2 separate regions of the Mus musculus genome follow, and region 1 is linked to region 2. The links are chromatin contacts, called in public HiChIP or PLAC-seq maps. All regions are on one chromosome and are shown on one strand. The core of a region is the stretch at or near the end of the contact, and the rest is flanking DNA. Distances in the headings are between cores, read along the strand shown.

What was found. HiChIP or PLAC-seq counts read pairs in DNA pulled down with a chosen protein or histone mark.
Region 1: an H3K27ac HiChIP or PLAC-seq map of embryonic stem cells shows a contact between it and region 2, with 3 times the contacts expected there. The contact joins two enhancer-like sites. A contact is called at or near these places in 1 of 15 datasets of contacts at CTCF or cohesin (the NIH/3T3 cell line) and 1 of 115 datasets of contacts at active chromatin or transcription factors (embryonic stem cells).

The regions. Positions count from the first base shown.
Region 1 is chr3:59,876,473-59,882,749 of GRCm38.p6, reverse strand. Aadacl2fm3 (AADACL2 family member 3) reads right to left here. Exons shown (of 5, transcript NM_001243003.1): 5 at 5,437-6,039. The coding sequence ends at 5,437. Among named protein-coding and RNA genes, the nearest start is that of Aadacl2fm3, 19 kb to the right of the region's middle. Within about 2 kb of position 4,964, at least 2 of the 459 cell types and tissues checked have an H3K27ac peak or open chromatin away from gene starts, as enhancers often do. A contact at or near this core is called in embryonic stem cells, where this site is marked.
Region 2 is chr3:59,536,994-59,543,477 of GRCm38.p6, reverse strand. No RefSeq gene overlaps it. Among named protein-coding and RNA genes, the nearest start is that of n-TVcac1, 65 kb to the right of the region's middle. Within about 2 kb of position 2,732, at least 5 of the 459 cell types and tissues checked have an H3K27ac peak or open chromatin away from gene starts, as enhancers often do. A contact at or near this core is called in embryonic stem cells, where this site is marked.

The sequences.
Region 1 (6,277 bases), core at 3,715-6,214, 340 kb before region 2:
AAATTATTAATAGTAAACTTATTTGTTTGATTTATTATTTCTATCTTTGGCCCTAATAAGGTTTCTATTCGTTATTTACATACGATTGCATTTAACCGTTGTATTTACCTCATAGAAATGTAATGTAATAGATAAGAAGAGATGGTGGAGGTTTCCCATACTCCCCAGGCAAAGCGCAGAGCCACCTCTCCTAGACCATCAGCATAGTATGACTGGCAAGGAGCAGAGCCAGGTCTCACATGCTACCTCACCACCAGGTACAGCTCTACTGTGCTGCCCAGGCCTTGTGTATGTGTAGATGTTGGGGTTGTCTACTCTCCAGAGTGCTGCATCCAGCAAAGGACAAGGTCAGCTCTCCCTTTCTCTAGACCTGGTTTCACATACTGCCCAGACAAGGGGCAGGTAAAGCCTTGCTCAGCCTTTGGACATCTATATGGCCACCTGCATACCTGCATGGACTTTGGTGTTAATGTGGGCCATGCACATCAACACCACCCTTTGCTGCTGCAGAGCGAGGGACCCAGACCTGTCTGTCAGTAGTAGCTTGGGGCTAGAAACTCACCATGCCCTCAGTGTAGGCTAGTCATATCACACGGTTTCTCTCCACACTCATGTTCTAGTTCCACCTCACTTTATAGTATGCCTCTCTCACAAAGTGGCTTTTTTATCCCCAAGGATGAAGGCATAGGCCCACTGGCACTTGCATTTGTTATTGCCTCTAATGAAGGACAGTGTAATTCACTATTTTCCAAGGAGCAAGAATAGCAACCACCTTTGCATCTCCATTTCTGATGCTCTTCATAGTGCACAAACAGTTCTGCTTCTCTCTTTTTTTTCTATCTCTCCACTCTAATTTCTCCATCACTACACTGTGCCACAGGTGTGGCCCATGGTGTAGAGTTATTTTTTACTATCTTTTGATAGTTTGCTCTAGAAATTCTGCTTAATATTTATTTAAAAATGTGATCATTTAAGTTGTTATTCAACTACATTTTTTTCTCATAAGCATTTACATAAACATTTTCATTTTGCTTTTCTTTTTTATTATATTCTTATTTAAAACAATTTTAAATTTAAGTATATTCTGATTCTTCTCCTCATCCTCCCTATCCATTCAACTTTAAGTTTTTCTCAAAAAATACACCAAAACTTCCCAAATACAGAAAATAAAATACAACACACACAGAGAAAGGAAAAAAGCCTACATTGTAACCAAACAAATAATTAAAACACTAATGCATTTTGGAGTCAATTATATGTTTGTCAACTACTCCTGAACATTAGGTCTGTCATGTTGTTGATATACTCAGTGTCACTCTATTGGAGAAAACTGATTTCCCATCTCCCAGCAGATATAATTGGCAGTTCAATTGTTAACATTTAATCTAGAAACTAGATATTCATTCAGTCAGTTATTTACTTTTATAAATATAACAAAATATAATATAAAAAGATTAAAAACAAAATCCATTACATTGATGTTAGATAAGATAAACCTATAGGAGGAAAAGAGCCCAAGAGAAGGCACAAGAGTCAAAGACACACTTGTTCACACACTCAGGAATCTTATAAAACCACTAAACTGGAAGCCATAATATAAATGCAGGGAACCTAGTATAGAACCATGGAGTTCCCCATGCATTCTTTCTCTCTGAACCCACAAGTTTTGAACATGTGGATATAAACAGCCTTGTTTACTTGGCATCCTATATCTCCTCTGACTCTTTCACTCTTTCTGTCCTCTCTTATGCAGGGGCCCTGAGCTCTAGGGAAAGAATTTGATAGAGACATCCCATTTAGGGTAAGAGTTCCAAGGTCTCTCATACTTCATCCTATCATAGGGATACAAACTCAATGATGTTCATTGCTACTCTCTTCATAGTAGACAAACTTTGAAAGCAACCTAGATACTCCTCAACAGAAGAATGGATATCGAAAAATGTGATTCATTTCCACAATCTAGTATTTATTTGTCACAGACCCCCTGGGTCCCTTTGTCTGCATTGAAAAGGTCTCTAGTTACAGAAGGGCAAGGAATCAGCGAATGACAGATAGACGCAACACACAAGGTTGTGTAGAATCTGAATGTAATTTGTCAAGTTGAGCATCGAACTTTTTATACAGAAGAATAACAAGAAACCAGGCAAGATACATCCACCAAGTTACAGTGACACAATACAAAAGGAATGTATACATCAAAAGAAGGGGGGGCCAGGCTGCTGCCACTAAGAAGGGAGCTAGGTGTAATACTAGTCTATTGTTAAGCCCACCACCAGGGGTTCTTAGTAAATGCCTGATTTCTTTGGGCCTAGTGAAGAAACCTGTCTCAGGGGGATTCCCTAACTCTTTCATGGTGAACCACCTGTTCACTAGGCCATTGTAAATTTCCTTGTCTGGGTAAGACTGGCTATTGTCTCAAGTAAACACTCTGCAGACCAGCCCTGAACTATTCTGGCTCTGTTCTTTGTAATGCCTAATTAGTTTTACTGTCTCTACTAGAAGTAAATTTGAATGTTACAGAATGGGTAACCTTCTTACTGAATTCCAAGTTTGTCGGCTTCAAGGATTTTCTGGGATGTTGGAAAACTGGCAAAGGCTTAGCTATCTCAGGATTTAATCTTAAAAGGCACTTATAATAAAATAATACTAAAAGAGAGCACGTGGTTCCATACACCAGACTAACATGGGGATAGGGTATGAGTATAGGGGTTATGAGAACACCAAAGTTTCAGGAGGTGAGTTTCTGTGAAACTCTTTGCCTCGTGAGTGCTCCCAGGTCTCTCGGCCTGCCAAGCAAACTTTACTGGAGTGTGAATAGCATTCTCCCCCTTTCTTTTTTTTTTTTCAGCCGAAGTTCCAGAATGTCCTGCCTCGTCATAGCTACAGTTCTCAGGAGTGCTCTAAAGGTGAGTGGAAACACGATTACTAATAAAATAATGCCAATAATAATAGCAAGTAGGATTATATATTGAACCCAATCCAGGGGATTCATTGAACTTAGGTTATTTTTTAAATCTTTGGCCAATTCATCAATGTTCCAAGTGTCCAAATATCTTTTGCTAATATCTGAAATTTCTCCCTTTATCTGTTCCAAGTCATGAGAAATATCAGTATCTCTCCATACTCCCTGCAAATGAGCTTTAGTCTTTTCCCAATCAATGGTTGTATTATAAGTTAATGGGGTGACACAAATGTATTGGAATGAAGCTTGACAATTAGTAGCTAACCTAACCTTAATATTTGCAATATCTTCCCCTATTGCCAGCACTACTTCTTCTAGGGCATTAACCTTTGCCTCCAATTTTTTATCTATAATATGCAGCTCTGACAAGGCTACAGAAATATTCTTATGCATATCATTAACAAAATGAGCAGTATGCAGCTGCTGATCTAAAGCTGTGGTAGATACCTTTCCAAAGTTTGCATTCCCAGATTTTTAAACCAAGGATCATTTCCTAACTCTAATAGGCAGCAAAACATAAGCAGGTCTCTTTAACAAAATCATAACAGCAGATTCCTTATCTAAATTAGGATCTACACAATTAATTAATTGACAAGAATTACAATGAATATGAAAAAACTTGCCAAGATTGGTGATCTGAACTCTTAAAACTATATAACAATATAGCATACAGGTAAGGCACACAAGCTTTTACAGCCCGAATGGCCAAAACCAGTGTCTCTGATAAAATCTTGTCCAATACTCTGTAGCAGTCTTCTCCCTCACGAGTCATCATTTTTAGTTGTCCCAAGTTGACACCAGGTCAGCTCTCCTTGCTGTATCCCATGGCAGAGATCGGAAGTTTCTTCATCTTGTTTGCAAGTGGCTGCTTTCCCTGATTCCTCTTTCTCTGTGTGCTCAAAACAGCTTTCTTGTCACCACTGTCAAGGCACTCAGGAACTCACAGGTCAGCCTGTCACATTGGAAGCATTCTGTGGAAAAAACAGAAACACTCCCTCTCTTCCCCATATTAACTTTCTGTTCAGGATCATGCCATGTACCAATAAGTGGATCCTTTTCATAACTAGAAAGCCTGAATAGGTATTAAATAGTCACATGTGCATATTTTATTTGTTTATTAATCAGAAATAAGGGTAGCCATTGATTGCTTTCTCTGTCAAAGTATTGCTGTGGGCTCATAACAATAACTAGAATAAGCAGCTAATATTTGATTACCATTGATCATGACTGATAACAATTGATCATAGAAGTTTCTTCTGCTTTTTTGTTTCTCACCAGTTAATTTGAATCTCACTTGATAGCACCTAACAAAGGGTTAAGTCCCCCTGTGGTGAGTTTAAGGTGAGATCTTAGCTGATTAACATCTCTTGGAAGCTTTTGAAAATAAAAATTTTGAAGCAAATCAATTTCTCTTTCTTAGATTTTCTGTACCACAATTTTCTAGCATAACTAAAGCCCTAAATATTAAAAAAGATATTGCCTCTGAATCTTATGGAGCAACAACTACTCCCCAGAACTTTAAAGCTTATTGTGTGAAAGCAAAGATTTGAAGTAAAATTCCCTTTAGAGGCTTTAGCTAATAAAATACTTTCCACTTAGGAAACAATATACACGGAAAGATTCAAACTCTTAGCTTCTTGTATTGAAGCAGAGACAATAAAAATTTTTCTTACATAATGTAAAGCTATATTAGCCACACCTACAGGCAAAATTTTCCCGTGATCACCAGTTCACTAGAAGCAAATCCTTTACAATTATCAGGATGCAAAGGAAAAGACAAACTTTTAAAACTATAATAACTGTATATGAAGTAAGCAAGCCAGATTGTAGTGTCTTTATAAGTTCTACAGCTGATTGACTTTTTATAAATTCTGAATTTAAGCATTATTTAGAACAACATCTGGATAGATCTGCAACAATGTTCTTTTAGCTAAAAAGAAATTCCCTTGAACACAGGGAGGGGTGAGGTCCCAAGAACTTCCTTAGTCACAGTTTGCAAAACAAAAGAACTCCACAAGCCCCGCTGAGGCAGCTCTGAGCTTTGTATGGCTGTATAGCCTAATTAGTGCTTTCATAAGGTGATTACTCTTGTAATTATTCTAATTACAATATATAGGTGAATTAAAGATCTTAAATTTGCAATCAAACTGCAAGCTGCAGTCAATGGAACATTGGCAATTTTAATCATAATTTTTAAGTTTATCTAAAGTATCAGAATCTCAATTTTTAGTACTGAACTAGTAGATTAGAAATCTTAGAGAGTATCTTAACTCATGATAATAAAGATGACAATGAAACAAATATCGCAGTTTTGTCAGCATTGAAAATTAGCAAAGTAACTGTCCTAACACACCCAATTAAGTTATGTTTATCCAAAGTTCAAGTCATAGTTTAACTCTTTAATTTTAAAATATTTTAAAGTATAATGTTTTGGTTACATTGCTAAATAAATGACCAACTAGCTACATGTACCATCACAGATTTTCTTTTAACCAAATTATATACTTATCTATTAATCTCAGACCTAATTTTAAATAAAACGGTGCTGTGGAAAATGATATGGCTCCATGAATTCCATCCTCTACATGGTCATGGATGATGGGAACTCCAACCTTTCTGAGTCGTGTGACGTAAATAAGTCCATCATCTCTTAGGATGTCATGTTCACATGTGAGGATGTAAGTTAATGGCAATTTCTGTAACTGGGAATCGTTGACTAACAAAGGTGATGCCCTACTATCCACAAGTCCTGGATGGGATGCATTTAGATTTCCAAGAACTGGTTCAGTGTAAACATGGTTCTTTTTGTACTTTTCAGGAAGGAAGTCACTCCAGTTAACAAACTTGAACAAATGTCTTGACTCTTGAGGTACATGAGCATTTCTCAGTATTGTCTTGGGCAATTCTTTATCTTCTGATAAATATAGACACGTCAACCTAATTGCTACCTTCCTTGTCAGAAAGGGACCATGCTTATATTCTCTATGAGATGGCATTAAGGTATCAAGTGCCTGTAGTGCAGGATATAGCAAGGTTTGTGCCTTAATTTTGTTTTTGTATTCTGGATCATCCTGTAGCTGTAAAACAGTATGAGTGTTAATGAGTTAATAGCTTTTAAGCAGAAGGAGTGGCACCTTTGTTTTAGTAACTTGAGGTAAATAAATTTACAAACCCAGTGTCTAATGATTACTCTCATATTTTCTCATTCTTTGAAACATGAACATCATTCATCTTCTTCAGTGAGAAAGTGGTACACACTCTCCTGTTCACACATATTCATTCACACATGGCAAGAAAATAGGACCATGATCTGAA
Region 2 (6,484 bases), core at 1,483-3,982:
TTTTCTTAATAGGTGCAAAAACCGTATTTTCACAAAACACAGCAATCTTCATGATAAAATTCTCTAAATGGGAAGAAATATATCTCAACATAATAAAGGATATATAAAGAAACATTTGGGTAAAAATGCACAATTTTCTTATTCTTATTTAATGCTAAAATATTCACTAGAGCAATAAGACAAGATGAACAAATAAGAGATGTGAAGACTAAGGAGAAGTCTCAGCCTCCTTTTTTGCACATGTTTCAAAATATAAGTGCCCCTAATAATAGTCTACCAGAAAACACTAAGACATGGAAAGTAAAGTGGATGGAGACAAAATTAAAATATAATAATCCGTAGTCTTTCTCTATACAGCTGGCAATCCCTTTGGAAATAAATCACTAAAATAATCTCATCATCAATAATTTGAGAAAATAATACCTTAGTATTCATTTAACAGTGTGGCAACAGGTTAAAAACTTAAAACAACTGAGCAGGATACTAGAAAATGAAAAACCAAACATAACTACAGATATCACTATTTACTATTGAGTAAATATCCATTATACAAAGCCTACTGTAGATTCAAGGCCATCATTTAAAACCGCAGTGTCACTGCAAACCAATCTTAAATGCATCAGGAATTACAAAAGATCCTGCACAACAAAAGAGTTCTAGGGAAAAGAATGCTGATTGACAAATTCCCACAAAACCTCGTACTAGATTTCTTATAGTGCTGAGCCATAGGAAGGAAATAAGCATGACACAGACTTAAAAATAGATGTGTAGATCAAAGGACTCAATGCATCAGACTAGAAGTCATGAAAATAACCCATGTGACCTCATCATCCTGAATTTGACAAACATTCCAGAAATAGGCATTAGAAGAAGCACCATATGTCAGTGGTAGAGATGGAAGATCTGACCCCACCCTACCCATTTTGCTTGGTATTTATAAGACAATGTCAGCCTTCTGATATTCTAATGCCCAGTTCAATTTCTTTTTTCATCAAATGGATAGCAAAGGAAACAGCACTAAAATTTCTCACAGTGATCAACATTTATATCAGCAATTAGAATATCCTCTCACAACCCCCACTGAAAATTCAGACCCCTGTAGCTTTGGCTTGGGTGCTCAGTTCCCACATAAAATCATTCTGGTTTTGCCTGTTGCATGTGAACCAAGCGACTGGTGGAAAATAAAAACCAACTAGCAAAAGTATGCTACAAGATGCAGATCTTTAGATATCTATACTGAACCTCTGTAATTTTCTATGGCTGTAAAACTAAAGAATCATTCTGTCTAAGAACATTCCCTCTCTCATCCCCTACCTCTCCTCTCCCTCTCTCCCTCTTCCCCTCCTTCTAACCATACCTGTACCCCTACCCCTCCATGTCCCCCTCCCTCCTTTCCACTTCCCCTCCCTCTCCCCTTTTCCCTTTCCTTCTCTCTCTCCCTCTCCTACATTGTCTACTTCTTAATCTTCCCCTCCCCTTCTCCTCCTTCTCTCTTTCTTTCCCTCTTCTCTCATTCCTCCCTCTTTTCCCTTCTGCTCTTCTTCTCCTATCTCTCTATGTCTCTAACTCCCTACCAGTCTCTTTTATATTTTGAGAAAAAGGATTACTTCATAGTAAAGCTGACCTGAAGCACTGGCGCTATGCTGCCAAGATTCACTTTGAACTCATAATTCTTTTTCCAAGTGAAATCCCTCTTGCTGGGAATTCAGCTGTGCCCAACCATAACTGGCCTCAATTTGTTTTTCAGCTTTTATTTTTTTTTCAGTTACTTTCTGGGAAGCCATCTCTTTTTTAAAGGTTGCCATGTGAACCCTTTTACTTTAAGAGGCAATTGAGATAGCTCACATGGCCTCCATTTTTCCCCTCTCAGACTTGTCTTTTGTGCAGAAAATGTAAATCCTTGATTTAAGGGACCACGTGATTGGTTAGGGTATCTAATCTAGTCACCTGATCTGAAGGCCCCTTGTCTGAAAATTTCATTTCACTTACATAATTTCTCCTCAGAGTACTAAGCTTATTATTTAATTGACTATGTCAGATAATGTGGATCTCCCAGTGACTGGGAACCTTGAAGGTCACCTTAGAATTCTATTTACTCCATGATTTTTACTTTGTTTTGTCAGCAGTTGTGAATTTTGGGGGGATTCCTCTGTGTTTATACTGCTTGCAGTACACTGAGATACTGCAGTTTGGTTTGGTGTCCTCTCTCAGTTTGCACCAGCTCACATTCAGTCTCTTCCAGCACAACAAGGCCCCTCACCCAGAACAATGCCCTCTCCCCAACCAGTTCTCTCTTGTGTTCAGGAGAGTCACCTGGATACACAGGAGATCAAGGCAGGAAAACATCTCTCAGGCTGTGCTGCCTTTGACATTTATATTTTTCTCTGATACTATTAACATAAGTATTGGCATGTCCTCGTGCTTTCATGTTTATGCTTCTAGGAAAGTGTTGTGAGCTGGCCAGCGGCTCACATGGACAGGGTATACCTGAGTGGCAGGCCAGAGCTGAAAGAGAGGGGATTTAGGCATTTGAGAGAAAAATGGAGTTAAGTCAAGGTTCCTGATTAAAGCTCATATGTTTAATGGCAAATGTGCTTATAAAGGGGGAGGGGGGAGGCCCATTCCAGCCAATTCATCCTTGGAGCCTGGAACCAGCTGCAGGTAAAGATGTGCAGGATAGGGTATAGTCTCTGGAATAGCTCAGCAGCCTCCCAGCAGGTAGCAGTATCTTAAAGAGGAACAGCTGCATTGGCTGAACAATAGAGTGATCTAGGGAGGAAGGCTCCACCTTAGGTAATCTCCTTAGTGGCAGCAAGGTCAAGGTCTGGCTCAGCCTGCTTCAGGATGTGGGGAGGTTACAATTTCCTCCCTGTTATTAATACTAAAAAAACTGGACTGAGGCATAAAATTTATTTATGCTCTATAGTCCTGCCTGGGAGTTATGGTGGCTGGTAGGCGTGCCTGTCTTAGGAAATCTTAGATCTTCCTGAACCATCCAATTCTGTCTTGGAAGCTACATGCAGATTGTTTGTGTTATATTTCACACAAAATATGGCTCTGTGGTGTGTGTGTTATCAACAGCTACAGCCTTTTGGCATGTACCTCTGTGTTAGATTAGTATGGTTCTGAGATATGGGTGCCTGTCATTGACTGTCCGGCCTTCATTAGCACACCTTATTTCCAATTCAGACCAAAGCCACAATATGTACTTAGAATGCTTCTTGATGAAGATTAATAACTGCCACCTGCACTGTTGGAGGTGAGGCTGCACACCTGCTGCAGTCAGGCTGAAGGGAGTTGACTGACCTGCTTGAAAAACAAAGTCAAGACAGTGAAAAGCAACAGTACAAAAGCTTCTTTGGGGGAAGTTCGGGTACTCCATTCAATTGCAAATAAGCAATGATCAGGATTAGACTCAGAGGTCCTAGTGTTGGGGTGGTGACTTTGAGAATCACAGAAAGGCTGTAACTTTCTGGGAGAGGAGGCTGTGCTCCAAATTAACTTTTCGGCTAAAGAGGATTTTTAGCTATAATCAAGGTCAGAGTCATACTTACTGGAAGATTCAGGATCTGTGTCCAGTTGACGAACTAATCTTTCAGGCAGCCATCATGCTCCATCTTCTTTTTGTGAAAAGACACAGACCGAGCCCCTTCCCCAGGTTACGACCAGGTCTGGACCCTTCCATTCGTTAGTTAAGGGGTCCCGCCATTTTACCATGGCATAAGAACTAGAAGTAACTGGATGCCAGTGGCGATCTGCTGCAGACTGACCTTTAACATCAGTTTGCAAAACATTTAGAATGAAGCAAAAGCAAGATGTGCCTTTGGTGACCTTGGGGGATATAACAGCCCTTGTTTCATTTTTAAAAGCCAATTTTTAAAAAGTGAGATGAGCACGTTCAACTATTCCTTGTCCCATGGGGTTATAAGGAATTCCAGTTTTATGTTTAATGCCAAATTCTTTACAAAATGAAGTAAAATTTTTGCTAGAATGGGATGGCCCGTTATCTGTCTTAATAAGTTTAGGCAATCACATGGAATTAAAGGCTTGTAGGCAAAGATCAATTACATTTTTGGAGGCTTCTCCAGTATGCAGAGAAGCAAAAAGAAATCCTGAACAAGTGTCAATACAAATACAAAATGTATATATTTTAATTTTCCAAATTCTGCATAATGAGTTACATCCATTTGCCAAATATGATTAGTTATAAGACCTCATGGATTAACTCCTAAATGTGGCACTGGAGATAATGTAATACATTTAGGACATTGTTTTACAATCATTCTTGCCTGCTCCTTAGTGATCTTATGTCGGAGCCTTAAGGTATAGCTAGAGAGATGAAATTTTTCATGATCACATTTGGCCAAAACAACAGGTTCTGAAATTAAGGCGTCTCCTATTAGAGCTCTATCGATGCAATCATTGCTTTCAGCTAAAGGTCCAGGAAAACCAGAATGAAATCGTTTGTGTCCAATATAGAATGAATGTTTTCGGGCAAGAATGATGTTTCGCAATTGTGAAAACAGGGATCCTGCTGGCGTATAAAGTTAAACATACCACAGGTCTCCAATAAGGGTACCGATTGTGCAACATATAAACTATCAGTAAAAATAGTAAAAGCATCATTCACAGACTGAAAGACATTCAGTACTGCTGTTAATTCTGCTAATTGAGCTGAGAGACCAGGAGTCTTTATGATTACCTGTTGATTATTTATAAGAAATCCAGCTTGCCCTTTTGAGGAGCCATCAGTAAACACAAGAACAGAATTGTTGTAAAGAGGTCATATTAGGAAATATCACCTCATGTACATTCAAAAATTTTATCAACCTATCTTGAGGGTAGTGGCTGTCTATAGTTCCTTTAAATCCTATTTGAGCAAGCAACCAATCTGTACTGTGCTACTTCAGCCAAGTGTCTTGACCTATGTTGTAAGGCTGAACAATATTTGCTCTTTGCAAAAATAAGTTAGTGCCTGCTTCCTTCCAAGGATAATCATCTGAGCTACTGCTTCATAATATGGCAAGATATTATGCTTAGGAGATATCCTCGAATGTATTCACATTAGAGGAGACTTTTTCCACAACAATCCTGAAGGCACATGAATTGTATTAAAAGTTAAGAGATGTAAAGGCAAAGAGTAATCTATATAAGTGACAAATTGATCTTCAATAGCTTTTTCCATTTGTTGTAAGGCCAGCAATACTTCTAAGGTTAAAGATCTAGGGGAGGTAGGATCAGAACTCCCTTTAAGAATATCAAATAAAGGTTTCAACTCCCCCATAGTAAGCTTTAAATAGGGGCGAAGCCAATTAATATCACCTAACAATTTTTGAAAATCATTCAAAGCTCTTAAGTTGTCTCTGCGAATAACTATCTTCTGGGGAAAAAAAAAACAGCTTGATTAGTAAGTCTAAAGCCCAAATAATTATAAAGATCCTGAGTTTGTATTTTTTCAGGAGCTATCTGTAATCCTTTACCAGCTAAAGCTTTTTGTAAATCTCTATATCACAAAAGCAAAATCCTGGGGGGTCTTTTCCTGCCATCAAAACATCATCTGTGAAATGAATGATGTAGATCATAGGCCATTGTTGTCTCACAGGCTGAATGGCTTGTGCCACAAACTTTTGGCATAAGGTAGGACTATTAGCCATGCCCTGTGGGAGAACTGTCCATTGATATCTCTTCATAGGTTCCTTAAAATTTATAGAAGGGGGGGGGGGGCTGGCGAGATGGCTCAGCAGGTAAGAGTGCTGACTGCTCTTCCGAAGGTCCTGAGTTCAAATCCTAGCAGCCACATGGTGGATCACAACCACCCATAATGAGATCTGACACCCACTTCTGATGCCTCTGAAGTCAGCTACAGTGTACTTATGTATAATGATAAATAAATAAATAAATAAATAAATAAATAAATTTATAGAAGAAACACTAAAAGCAAATCTTTCACAATCCTTAAGATGCAAAGGAATAGTAAAGAAATAATCATTCAGATCTACCACAATTTTATAATATCTTTTAGGAATGGCTACTGGGGACAGAAGCCCAGGTTGTAAAGTTCCCATAGATACCATGGTCTCATTAACTTTTCTTAAATCTTGTAACAATCTCCATTTACCAGATTTTTTCTTGATAATGAAAATTGGTGTATTCCAAGGGGACTGAGATTCTACTAAATGTCCTGCCTCTAGTTGCTCCTGCACTAACGAAGAGGCAGCTTCTATTTTTTTCTTTAGGTAAAGACCACTGATCCACCCACACCAGAATATAATTAAGCCATTGAATTTTATCGGTGTGGGATGCAGGCAAGATAGTGGCCATTACTGAAAATACTCCAAACCTCTTGTGTTAGAGTGAGGTTTAGGATCTTCAAAAGTCTTAATACCTTGTCCCTTCTTTTTTAGCCCATGACCAGGCAAAAGTCCCTGTCTGAGCATCTGCTTAGTCACCATCTCATTAGGACTGTATATTATAACACCCATCT